Linked DNA regions of Sus scrofa: region 1 is linked to region 2. Evidence: chromatin contacts called from public HiChIP or PLAC-seq data. All regions are on one chromosome and are shown on one strand. Each heading gives the region's core, a stretch centred on a gene start, on an enhancer-like site or on the middle of the called end of the contact. The rest is flanking DNA. Distances are from core to core; before and after follow the strand shown. Region 1 overlaps DAAM1 (disheveled-associated activator of morphogenesis 1). Region 2 holds the start of DAAM1 (disheveled-associated activator of morphogenesis 1).

Region 1 (6,325 bases), core at 3,222-5,721, 150 kb before region 2:
AAAGGCTTCAAGTTAAGCCAGGTTAATTGGCCCGGATAATTCAACAGGAATCAAAAGTTTAACTTGCTGGAGTTCCTGTGGTGGTACAGCGGAAACAAACCTGACTAGGAACAAACCTGACTAGGAGGTTACGGGTTCGATCCCTGGCCTCTCTCAGTGGGTTAAAGATATGGCATTGCCGTGAGCTGTGGTGTAGGCTGCAGAAGTGGCTTGGATCCTGTGTTGCTGTGGCTCTGGCATAGGCCGGCCGCGACAGTTCCAATTGGACCCCTAGCCAGGGAGCCTCCACGTGCTGCAGGTGCGGCCCCCCAAAAACAAAACAAACAAAAAGTTTAACTTCCTTAGAAAGGCAAGAGGCATCTTTGCTTTTTATGCATTTTCAAACTCACCTGCTCATCTCAAAAAGGAATCTATCAGCCTTGGCCATCCGATCCAGTTCATGTTTATGTTCCTCCAGCAGGTCAATGTCACTTTTTTCAGGGACAAATTTCAAGAGCTAAAAAGGACATGCAAATATTAAAACTGAGGTTTATAATTTAAATTCTTGTCGCACTGTTTCACCCTGAGGTGTTTAACTTGACCCAGGATGAAATTTTTAACATTTGTTTAATTTGTAACTTCACCTCACAGGTGACTATTAAGATAAACTAGGAGCGATTAAATCTTTCTATTTAGGGGGCCAGAAGGTACACACTTCCAGTTATGAGACACATCAGTACCAAGGATGTAATGTACCACACAATGGTGATAATGGACACTGCTGCATGGTAGGTATGAAAGTTATTAAGAGAGTAAATGCTAAGAGTAAAAAAATTTCTTTTACCCTTAAAAATCATATCCATGAGATGATGGCTGCTAACTAAACTTACTGCAGAAATCATTTGAAATTTTAAGTCAAACCATTATGCCAAACACCTTAAACTTATAGTGATATATGTCAATTATATTTCAATAAGAAACTTTCTATTTTTACTTGAAAGCAGTTAAACTGGTGTATGATCATTTCTGGCACCCACCTGTCCTGTACTGCCTCTCAAATCAGAATCAGGAAGTTCTTTACCAGGAACCACTTTACACAGACCACAGAGGACCTTGGAGATTCAGCCTTCTTGTGAGATGATGATACAACTGAGGTCCAGAGAGAGAACCCAGGATTACAGAGCAATTATGAGTTTGATCTTCAGAAATGGAACCTGGGTCTCTTGACTTCCAGTTCTACGCTTTTTTTTTTATTACATCATGTTGAAATGAGTAATTCTATGTGTATTTTCCAATTTGCTTATTTCTTTGACTTATCTAATTCTATCTTTTTTTTTTTTTTTCCTTTATGTAGGGTGAGAGTAACAGAGCGGGATCTAAGTTTTTGATGCTGTATTTTCTTTTGGAGGAAGAAATGAGCATGAAATGTGGAAGAGATAGCAATAATACTTAGAGCTTAAAAAGTACTTCTGGATGTGTCTGATTTCCTTTGAAGGCACAAACGTGTATCTGCATGGAAAAGCTCAGGCTTGTGTGCTATTTTCTTGAGCAAATATCCCTGGACTTTTTTGTTTTAATGACACTGAGCCTCTGGATTCTGAGGTCCTCTCCAAAACTAATGCTGGCATTGGATGGTTCATTTTGCAGTTTTTCAAAATTTTGTTTAACTAGGGGACCTTAGAAAAGGCAGTCAGGGTGCCACCAGCAAGGAAAGAGAACTGGAACTACAGGGAAGAAGGCAATGGTGTGAGGTTGGAAATATATTCCAGGTAGAGTGCATATCATGCTGGGGTCCAGAACAGGCAGCAAAGCATTTAGGCAGGAGGAAGAGAGGCTCTAATGGCAATGGGGGAGGGTGGCAGTGGGCCAGGTCAGGGAGTAGCAAGGGCCTTCTAAGAAGTTCAGTCTTTACTTTGAGGGCACCGGTGTGTAACTTAAGTAAGGGGATGAATTTGCACTTTAAAAAAATCACTCTGCCTGCAGAACAGAGAAAGAATTGGGAAGGATCAAAAGTATTGGGTTGCAAATTAGCTTGCTGATATAGTAATCCAGGTGAGAGCTGATGGTGGCCTGAAATGGGTAGTGGGCAGATTCTAGAGCTATTTACGGGGTTTGAATAGAACTGGCCTGACTTGTTGATGGGTGAATTGTGGTGGACAAGGGTCAAAAAGATGAGGTCCAGACTTCTGGCTTAGGCAACGATGTGGAGAGTGTAACAGCAAACCTAGGAAGAGCAGGCTGGAGTAGGGTAGGTGGGGAGACAGTGAATTTAGTGTTTGAAATATTGGCAAGAGAACCAAGTAGTAATTTCTAGTAGGCATGTGGACAAATGGGTCTGAAATCCTACAGAAATCTGGAAGACAAAGCATTGGTGTGGGTTATAACATGCATGAATATAAGGCAGCCAGGGGAATATCAAGATAAAAAAGGCAGGGCTGGAGATAAGCCAGCACTGACGGGCCAAGGACAAGCAAGAGGGGGACCCTTCACAGGAGGCAATGGAGGGGCCTACATGGAGTTACAGCACCAAGAGAAGAAGGTGGTTCATCACGGGGCCAGTGAGCATTGATGTCATGCACCACCAAGAAGTCGAGGAAGATAAGGGACTGCAGAGTGTCCCCTGGCTCTGTCAACAGGAAAGTGAGTGTCCTTAGTGAGAAGAGCTTTGAAGAAGAAGGACTAGAGCAAGGTGAGGAAAAGCAAATGGGTGAGTGCAGACAAGCTTTTCAAGAACTTGCTGTGTCAAAAAGGAGAAAATGGGAGTTCCTGTTGTGGCTCAGTGGAAACGAACCCGACTAGTATCCATGAGGACTCAGATTCGATCCCTGGCCTCGCTCGGTGGGGTTAAAATCCAGTGTTGCCATGAGCTATGGAGAAGGTCACAGACAAGGCTCAGATCGGTGTTGCTGTGGCTGAGGCATAGGCCAGCGGCTACAGCTCCATTAGACCCCTATCCTGGGAACCTCCATATGCTGCATGTACTGCCCTAAAAAGACCAAAAAAAAAAAAAAAAAAAAAAGTGGCAGAGAGGGATGTGTAGCCTTAAGAAGTGTGTATGTATGAAGGGCTGGGACTTGAACATGTGACATACAGAGAGGGCGAGGTGGGAGACTGAGGGGAGAGGGGTAGGATCCTCTGACTGGGTGGGGTCCCCAAGGAGAAAGAAAGGAAGGGTCGGAGCCGAAGCCCCGTCAGATGGAAACACTGGACGGGACAGGCAGCATCGTACTCTTCCTCAGAGCAGGAGGCGAGACAAGGGAGGAGGAAGAGAGGACAAAGCTTGTTTTCCCATTTGGATTGTTTCCTTCTTGGGAACAATCCTTTCTTTCCTGGACAAGGAAATTCAGTTCTAGTTTCATGGGACCCCCCAGAGCTGCCCCCCGGAGCCCACAGGCCCCTGTTCGGGATAACAAGTCACCAACTCTTTCTCGTTACAAGAGTACGGGGGCAAGGCCCAGGCCTCCTCAAGGCAGAGTCGAGAACAAGTAGTACAGACGGTGTATAGGCAGCTTTGAGAGGAATGAAGAGTCAGGGGAACACTGGGGATGAGGAGAAAGGTATGCTTTCCAAGAAGAGTGTGTGGGAGTTCCCGCTGTAGTGCAGTGGGTTAAGAATCCAACTGCAGTGGTTCAGGTTTGATCTCCGGCCCAGGAACTTCCATATGCCATGGGTGAGGCCATTTAAAAAAAAAAAAAGAGGAGTGTATGGATCCCATCTGAGATCTGAACTCAGCAGCTAAAAGCAGCTGGAGAGGAAGGGATGAAAGTGGCTCAAATGCAGATCATAATGCGGAGTAAAGAAAGGGGAAGGAGGGTAGAAAAAGGAAGAAAAAAAAAAAGAGCTTGGGAGACAGCAGACTGAGACACGCAGAACTATCCAGAGAGCCCAGGTCAAAAGTATCCCACTTGGCCAGATACTACTTCAGTAGACTGATCTTCTTACTTGTATTTATTTGAAGTATGTTCTATTTGTACTACAAGCCCTTTTGGCAAGATTTTGAAATCCTTCCCCTCAAGGAGAAACTTTGCTGGATGCAATCTCACAGTAAACAGATCATGTGGAATTTTAAACGTACGACCTTGTCGATAGAGGCTGAAAAGCTAGGGACTAAAGCAGCTTTCTGCCCGGTTCCTCACTCTGGAGGAAGCAGCTCCTGTGAAGGCTTGTGGAGCGCAGGGTTGCCTGGGAGCTGGGGAGGGGCAGAGGGCCTGCACTCTCTGGGGGCGGAGACAATGTTTTGACTGGTATTCTGGAGTGGGGAGTGCCAGAGGAGCTGCAAAATGCTCAAAAAAAGGAATTTTAGGTTTAGCAATACTTTTAAGCTATTTATACACAGAGCATCCTAACAGACTTGGAGACATAGTCATTACCTATTTTGGGAACTAAATCAAACCATATACAAGGACACAGGAAGAGTTTTTCCTGGGCTGAGTGTGAGGGTTCTTACCCAGGATGACTGTGGAGGCAGAGGTGTCAGGGAGGGGCGGGTCCATTGAGTTATGGTGACACTGCACAAGTCATCCCCTCCCGCCCCATTGCCTTGCAACTGAGGCCTTCTGAGCAGACAGAATTGACTTAGGAGACTGTCCCCACAAAGCACAGAAAAGCTGACTTAGGAGACTGTCCCCACAAAGCACAGAAAAGCTTAGGCCCAGAGTGAGAGATCACTAACACTCCTGGGCTACCTGCTGGTGCAACACCAACAGTATCATTCGGGAGAGAACTCAGCCAAGCTGCTGAACAACACGGGACACAGTGGGAGGGGCTGCATGGGGTGTATCATGGAAATGACAAGAGGCTGGGTCACTACATCTGACTGGTTGGTGCCTGGCCATGAAAAATACAAATTATCTTCAAATACCAAGCACAAGGATGTATACCAATTGCATATAAATCTATCCCATACTTGCTAGGCAAGGCATTTGAATTGACTGCCACTTCTCATACAACTCACAGAGATAAGACCAGCCCCAAGCAGTTTACCCCCCACCTTATGACACCTGAGAGTGTTTTGATGAAGATGACAGTGCTAAGGGTTTCACAGTGGCTTTTGTGGTTGTGAGAATGGTGAGCCAAGACCAAGACATACTTGTGTCATGGCTTAAGCACTGAATCAGTATATGCAATGCACTCTGTGATCTCACAGGGCTGAGAGTCTCGATATCCTGTGAAATAGATGCTTTCCTTCAAAGCTAGTAGATTATAAGACCTGCTAAGGAATAACAAGTGTGACAGCAGCAGGAGAGACAGATTCTGGCGCCGAGGGTCCTAGGCATTTGATAAACTCGGGACCATCCTTCTCACCCATCATTTTGAGAAACAGGAGACTCAAGTCATAATGTCTTCTAACAGAGCCACATGGAACCTTGGTTCAACCTCCTTGATTCTGAGGCAAGGATATGGTCTACTGGCAACAACCAAGTCTCCCCAGGATACCCCTCCAGAGAGTCTGGGGTCACCTGTGCTCTGAGAGTTGCCTGGCAGCTCACCTGTTCCAACATGTCCTTGGGCAGATCCTCCTGCTCATCCATGGTGAGAATTGCCCGTTTGATTTCATCATTGGATAGTTTCAACCTGGAGAAAGAATATTTGTTGTTAATTTTGAATATCAGAAAGTTAATACAAGATAACTCGTTTTGCTACTCCAGCTGCTGATCTTCAAGTGCTGTTCTTCTCAAAATCTCTCAGGGAAAGCTTATTTCCTGGCAGTGTTGCACCTAAAAATAGTTTTCTGAAACGGCTTTAACATTCTTTCGGGGCTTTGTAATGCTCTGCTGACACACAGAACAAAGCTGTTATGTTCTACTATTTAGTTTCCTTAAGCAAGGGACTAGAAGATGAGACACAGGGAAAATACCCATGTTCTACCATTTTCTTTAATACATAGTATCCATGAATTGCAGGAAAAGAGAAAAACTGAAGTCTTAACTTGAATATATGTCCGGAGTGTTTAAAGTTTGCTTTCATATTGAAAATGAGTTTTGAGAAGGTTAGTAGGATCGATGTTACTGTTAAAACTTGAATAGTTAAAATACAAAATAAAATGTATGGTTGAGGAGTTTTCATATACATGATTTCATTTGGGATTCAAAAAAACTGTGATGATTTTTTTTAAGGGAGAAGCTCAGGCTCAGAATGGCTCTGTGATTTGCCCAAGGTCAAACACAAGTGGCAGAATCTAACACAAACCCAGGACTTTCAATTGCTAATCTTCATCTAGTTAGTATCTACCTTTTCTTATCTAGGTAGTATCTCTTAGGGAAGGATTTGAGCAAAAACACATTTTTTTTTTCTGGTTTTTGTTCTACCATTACTTCATATGATTTACTAATTTATAATAAAGATT
Region 2 (6,186 bases), core at 562-3,061:
ATCTTTCGACTGCAATTTTCTGAGTTTGCCTTAGGAAAAGGGCTCTTAATAGTTTTTTTCTGGGGAGGGGGGTTGGAGAGACCAAGTACATGTAGGCGAGAGGGAAAGGGGTCTAAAAACTCTGTCCAAGCTATTTACAAGAGAATGTTCAGAGCCCTGGGCTGAGAAACCGGTGACTAGGAGAGAGCAGCTGGGCCCAGGAAGAGCATCTGACCACACCCACTGGCCACGCCCTCCCAGCTGCCCGCAGAGCCACATCGAATTGAAACAGCAGTGGGAGCAGTTAAGATTCCGACGGCAGGAGTCGCCATGGCAACGGGATTTGTCTTGCAGGCAAACTCCGCTTCAATTCACTAGGTCCTTCTCGAGCCTCAAGAAACTACCAGTTCAACGAGGGCAAAACGGCCACGCGTGGCGTTCTTTCTTGACGCTTTCCTGCGTAGGTGGAGATGGGGGGGTGGGAGATGGGGAACCAGGATTGGAGTGTATTCTATTTCTGGGCCCAGTGAAATATTTCATGGCAGCAAGAGACAGAACACTCCAACCACAGGCTGTGAGCAACTTGAGAACAGAGCCTTTAGCAAAGATTTGATGAATGAGTGAGTAAGGGAAAGAATAAGGGGGCTGGGAAAGGGAAATCCAGAGGACTTCACCGGCCTCGCTCAGGTGCCCGGTCGGAGAGCAAGAGGATCACAAGCATTTGGATTTTCACCACCAGCTGGGAAAACCGATTATCCACCGCTCTTGCCCCACTGCGAGTCTTATCGTTAGATTATTCCACACTCCGCACCGCTTTTCCACCTCCTAGCCCAGCGCTCCAGGCAGACGCTTCGTACCAGCTCAGGTGTTATTTGTCGAGGGAACCATCAGTGCAACGGGCATCAAGATGCCCCCTACCCAGAGGGATGCGAGGCGGGAGTGCTCTGCGGCGCTTGGAAACCAGTCAGCAGGCTGCGCAGCCTCCCCTCGCCGCTGTCCGACAACACCCCTCGCTCTTTCCGCAACGCGGTTTCCCTCTAGTCTCTCGTTTGAGATATTTAGCTCCCAACTTTACCTAAATTACAGTCACTTCATCCCTTTCGAATGAGTCTTGAGATTAGGGTGCCCGGGATGGTAGGGGTTCTGCTGGGATGAGTAAATGAGTCTCTCCTCCTCTGTCGCCACCTCTGAGTCCACCTAGCCTGCCTTGGGATTCTCCCCTCCCGGAGCCTCACCGGGCAGCAGCTCCCGACAGCAGCAATGTCCACAGCACCCAGCTGGGGCCACGACCCCCAGCGCCCCAGCCCCAGGGTGTCAGCAGCAAGGCGGCGAGTGGTACCCCGCCGGCTCTCTTGGCATCTGAGCGCCTCAGAAAGAAAGAAGGGAGGCACCCGCGTCCTCGGGGGCGCCTTTCTCCAGTCTCGCTTTGCTTTGTGCCGCGCTTGCAGCCATTTTCCCAAACCGAGCTTGGCAGCTGGAAGCTGTCTAGGTCCTGTTCCCACCCAGACCCAACCTGAAGGACGGGTTTAATATTTACCTACTGGCCCGGGAGCTCCGGGGAGGCAACGGGAGGGCGCGCCGCGAACCCAGCGCCGGGCCCGAAACAGCGAGCCCAACCCCACGCCACCGCGCGGTGCCACTTAATGAATGAGTGCAGCGAGCGACGCGGCACGTCCCCCTTACCTGAGCAGCCCCAGCATTCTGAAAAGGCGGTTCTGAGCTTCGGGTACAATGGGCTCCCTTAAACAGTTTCCTTCACAGCCGCTCGTAGGTTACCAACTCGCAGGTGACATCACCCTCTCCTCGCCTGATAGGATACAATGTGGCGCCCACTGCGCATGGACTCCCGGGTCGCTTCTGGGAGTTGTAGTTCGTGTTCCACAGGCAGAGCCCGGGTAAGTGCGATACCAGGGTTCTTGGAACTACACTTCCCGACACACTCCCGGCCTCTTCGTCCACGCCCCTAACCCCGCCCCCGCCTCGACCCGCCCCCCCCCGACCCGCCCTCCAGCCTTGCAGTGTTAGTCCGGGTAGTTCAGAAGCTGAGCTGAGGACGCAGCGGGTTGGGAGCAGGGGTTGCGGGTGGGAGGGGAAGTGGTATCCTTAGGTCGTGCTCTTTGACTTGACCTCCACTCGGCCCCATGCGGGCTCCGAGGAACCAGAGGGGTCCGGGACTAGTGCGCACTAGCCCCGCAGCTCTGAGCAACCTGGTTCCGTTGGCCCCGGCCGAAAAGAGAAGATTAAGCCCTTCACTGCCTCCCCTAGGCGTAGCAACTAATTAATTGGGTTAAACGCAGTCGAGGAATTACCCCACGACCCAGAGGAAGGCGGACGCGGACCCTGAAGGACAGAAATGCCCCTGTGCCCCACTTGGTACAAATCACCTCTCGGTCTTCTCTTTCCTTCTCCCATTTAACGGAGTCAGGGTGACCAACCAGATCTCTGGGAACAGCTTAGTCGCCTGAGCCGACAGAATAACCTAGGGTGTCGCTAATCAAAATGCTGTGCAACAGACTAGATAGTCGCCTCAACCCTCCGTCTGGGAGCCTGCTGCTGCTGCAGAGATAATACTATCGCGCAGCCATGCTTTTGTTCTTCCCTGCAGCAGACTTCCCGCTCGCTCATGGCTCCCAGGAAGACAACATCCTTGCCTAAAGTTTTAATAAATAAATATACGTATACATGTACTTTTAAATACACAACACTCTCAACTTGCATACCTTTCTCTTCAAATTTTTTAATGACCTAAGCGAAACAACATCATGCTGTTCAAGAACTGCTGTGATACTAATACACCTAAGTGTTTATTTAAAGATAAGATGTGCAGCAGAATTCTGAACCTTCAATAAAATTTTATTTTTAATATGTAAAAATTTGCCTTGGAACTTTTCATTATTCAATGAATATCAAACATTATAAAAAATTAACACTGGTAAATCTCTTGATGTGTTTCTAAATGAAAAAAAAAATCTTTACGTCTAGTTATTCCAGTTGTAAAGGTAAATTATAATGGCATTCGATGTCGTAATCACATATAAGGATCAGCTCACACCCTTATTTCTACAAGCAAAATCTCTAGAGACTACCTCTCATGAAAAGAAAGTTCACAATTAAGATTTCAAACAACTCTCCACCTAATTGTTGGTGAAAGTCTTCTTATTTCTCATATCATCCTGCAACAATAACTGGGGTTCAAGAGAAAAATATTCATGGATCTAGTTGAAGATCTCAGGAAAGAAGGAAAGGCTTTGTTTGCTGAGAGGGATTTTACTACTGAATTCTGCTTTTTCTTTTAACAAGCCAATTCCTTATAGCCCAGACACATTTTTCTCCACTGAGGGAAGATAACTTTGAATGTTGCTCTCCTGTTCTGAGCTATTCCATCCATTTCAAATATTGTCTTAAGTGGAACCTAGACAATACAAATGTTCCATTGGCCAACAGATCAAGAGTACAATCAGTGATATTCTAGCTAATGGGTAGACTTAATGCATTGCAGTTCATTGTGGGAAAAGATTCAGAAAGAAACTTGACCTGGGGTGAATCTAAAAGCTCTTCCAGTTCTGTAACTTTGTAGAGCTTTTAGAGGGAAATACAATCAGTGCGCCTGAAATGTATTGAGTCCAATTGGATGTGGAGATTCTTTATAAGTCAGGATTTAGACTTACAGATAAAAGTATATTATATTATTGTGGTACACTCTGAGGAGTAAGTTTATAGAATAAATCACCTTAGAGCAAGTTCTCTTGAGTCTTCAGTAATGAAGGAGAGGATGAAGTCTGCCTAAAGAAAAAATTCCATTCTCTGTAGCAATTAATATTATAGGGATGTGCCATGTTACATGTCCATATATAAAGGACATCATACACAATAGATAACAAGCACAGAAATGAGCAGATGTACACATGTGAAGCTGTTCTTCCTACTAAATAGATATAAATATAGATAATAAATATTGAAAGATAGGCATCGTTTGGAAGCATTTTGCTATGTGCGATGGATTTGAGCTTATCCCTGCACACTATTTTCATTGGTAACCAGGAGAAACAAAGATGGCTCTTCAGCACCAGAAATGCAGTCTGTGGTCCTGGGACTAGAGGAAGCTTAACAACATCTATGGAGACTGAAGGGAACACACTTCTCTCCCTCCCTCTCTCCCTCTCTCTCTCTCTCTCTCTCTCTCTCTCTCTCTCTCTCTCTCTCTCTCACACACACACACACACACACACACACACACACACACACATTCACAGACATTTATTGTGTGTGTATTTCTTTTTCCGTGACTACATAGTCTCATAAACAATTGAAAACACTGTTCGGCTTATAATTTCGAAGGATTTCTTTACTTTTTTCTTTTCTTTTTAAAGGACAGCTGCTGTTCTAGAATGATCTGATGAAAGGTCTTGTCTAGTCCCATAATCATTTCCTATTAATTAGGAGCCCATGGGACCACTGGAAATAGATTTAATTGACCATCTACACGTGGAGGAAGGGGAAAGGCACCATGGGATATTTGGCTGATCTTTCAAAATAATACCTCTCAGTTCTGATTACAAGGCTTTAGTCTAGATGTTGAGCTTTAGATAAGGGAGGAAATGAGATATCAACAGAGAAAGAACTTTTTAAGTCTGTAGCCTTGCATGTGTTTTCACACAATAGCTTGGTGTTTTGCAACAACTGAGGTTGTGTGCTGAGGCCAGGTTTGAGATCATGCCCTTTTCCCACTTCCCAGCAATATCACTCTGCTTGTTCCATGTTGGTTATTCTCTCTAAGCTTCAGTTTCCTTCTTTTTCAAATGGAGCTAACAATAAACCTACTTCACAAAGTTATTGAGGACTAAATTAGATGAGACATATAAAAACACTTTTCAAATTGAAAGTAATTATACCAATGCTGGTTCTTGTTATTATTTGCAGCCCCCTCCTCTGAAGATTACCTCAGAAATGTCAGCCCTGATTATGGAACAAGTTGATAAAAACCTAGTGAAATTTTAAAAAATCTTAATCTTAAGAGATGATTAGAAATGATACGGTGTGCATGCATTACCTCAGTAATTAGAAAGTTGGCAAAATGTTCTTTGAACAAAATGAAAACTCCAAATTAAACAGTGCTACTCCTTGGCTGGATTTCAGATCCATATCTTGTTCTTCCACAGCCCCAGGCTGTCCTTGGTCTCCCACATCACCTCCCCCAAGCTTCTGGGGCTGGAGAGTCACAGCTAGGAGACTGGAGGCAGGAGGAAGGCAGAAGCCAGGGTATTTCTACACCTCCACAGGGTATGTCAGCCACATTTTCCCTGTTGGACTAGTTCATCGTGGTTCCAGCTTCTTCCAGGTCACCTTGGCCTCTGTGAATGCCATCTTCTCCCTTTGTCCCTCCAGCCTAGGGGTGGAGGTAGCTTCCTGCTGTTGCTAATCTCTTGTATATTTGTCTTCTCAGACCTTCTATCATCCATGTGACCTGTTCCTGTACTATATTTGTTTTAAATACTTAGAATTTTTGTTGTTGTTGTTGTTTTGTCTTCACGGTGGAACACTTAACTAATATACTCATGTCAGTTCAAGGTCTTTTGGGGCAGGCAACAGAAGCTTTCTATGGTCAGTTTATGCAAAATAATAAAAGTGCTAAAATTTCTTCAAAAGATTCAACAACCAAGGCTCCACCTAAGAGCAGGAGTCAGACCAGCTCTAGGAACCTAAACAGTAGTGGGTTTTGGACCTTCTCTCCAGAGCATTGCTCTAATGCATTGCCCAGTCTCTGTGTGTCTTTGTTTCAAATTTCAAATTCCTAAAAGAAACTGATTGTACTATCTCAGAGTGACTATCCCTGACTTAATGATCTATAGCAGTGATTCCTCAAGGATGGGCCCCAGATCAGCAGCATTAATATCACCTGAAAACTTGTTAGAAATGCAAATGCTTGAGCCCCACGCACAGACCTGCTGGAAACAAAACTTTAGGGCTGGGTCCCACAATCTGGGTTTTAACCAGTCCTCAAGCTTATTCGGATATTCATGAAAGTTTTCAAACCACTTGTCTATGGCAAAGATTACAAGATCATGTGGCTCAGACAGGATCTCTTGGGACCTATCCTTGTGTATCTGGGAGTCTTCTCAGAGAGGAAAAAGTGTTGTGAACTTGGCAGTTACCCCTAAGAAGTGTCAGGTAAAACTGGTACATCTGTCAGGATCTTAACTGTAAAAA

What was found. HiChIP or PLAC-seq counts read pairs in DNA pulled down with a chosen protein or histone mark.
Region 1: an H3K27ac HiChIP or PLAC-seq map of skeletal muscle shows a contact between it and region 2. The contact joins the enhancer-like site here to the promoter of DAAM1 in region 2. A contact is called at or near these places in 4 of 5 promoter capture datasets (fetal liver, fetal skeletal muscle, liver and 1 more), 5 of 47 Hi-C or Micro-C datasets (alveolar macrophages, brain, embryonic fibroblasts and 2 more) and 2 of 2 datasets of contacts at active chromatin or transcription factors (alveolar macrophages and skeletal muscle).

The regions. Positions count from the first base shown.
Region 1 is chr1:188,485,942-188,492,266 of Sscrofa11.1, reverse strand. It overlaps DAAM1 (disheveled-associated activator of morphogenesis 1), which reads right to left. Exons shown (of 25, transcript XM_021102694.1): 17 at 5,469-5,553; 18 at 390-496. LOC102167425 (a long non-coding RNA gene) reads left to right here. Exons shown (of 3, transcript XR_002347112.1): 3 at 1,334-5,462. Among named protein-coding and RNA genes, the nearest start is that of GPR135, 93 kb to the left of the region's middle. Within about 2 kb of position 4,471, at least 30 of the 83 cell types and tissues checked have an H3K27ac peak or open chromatin away from gene starts, as enhancers often do. A contact at or near this core is called in alveolar macrophages, embryonic fibroblasts, fetal skeletal muscle and 2 more, where this site is marked.
Region 2 is chr1:188,330,960-188,337,145 of Sscrofa11.1, reverse strand. DAAM1 (disheveled-associated activator of morphogenesis 1) reads right to left here and starts at 1,811. Exons shown (of 25, transcript XM_021102694.1): 1 at 1,663-1,811.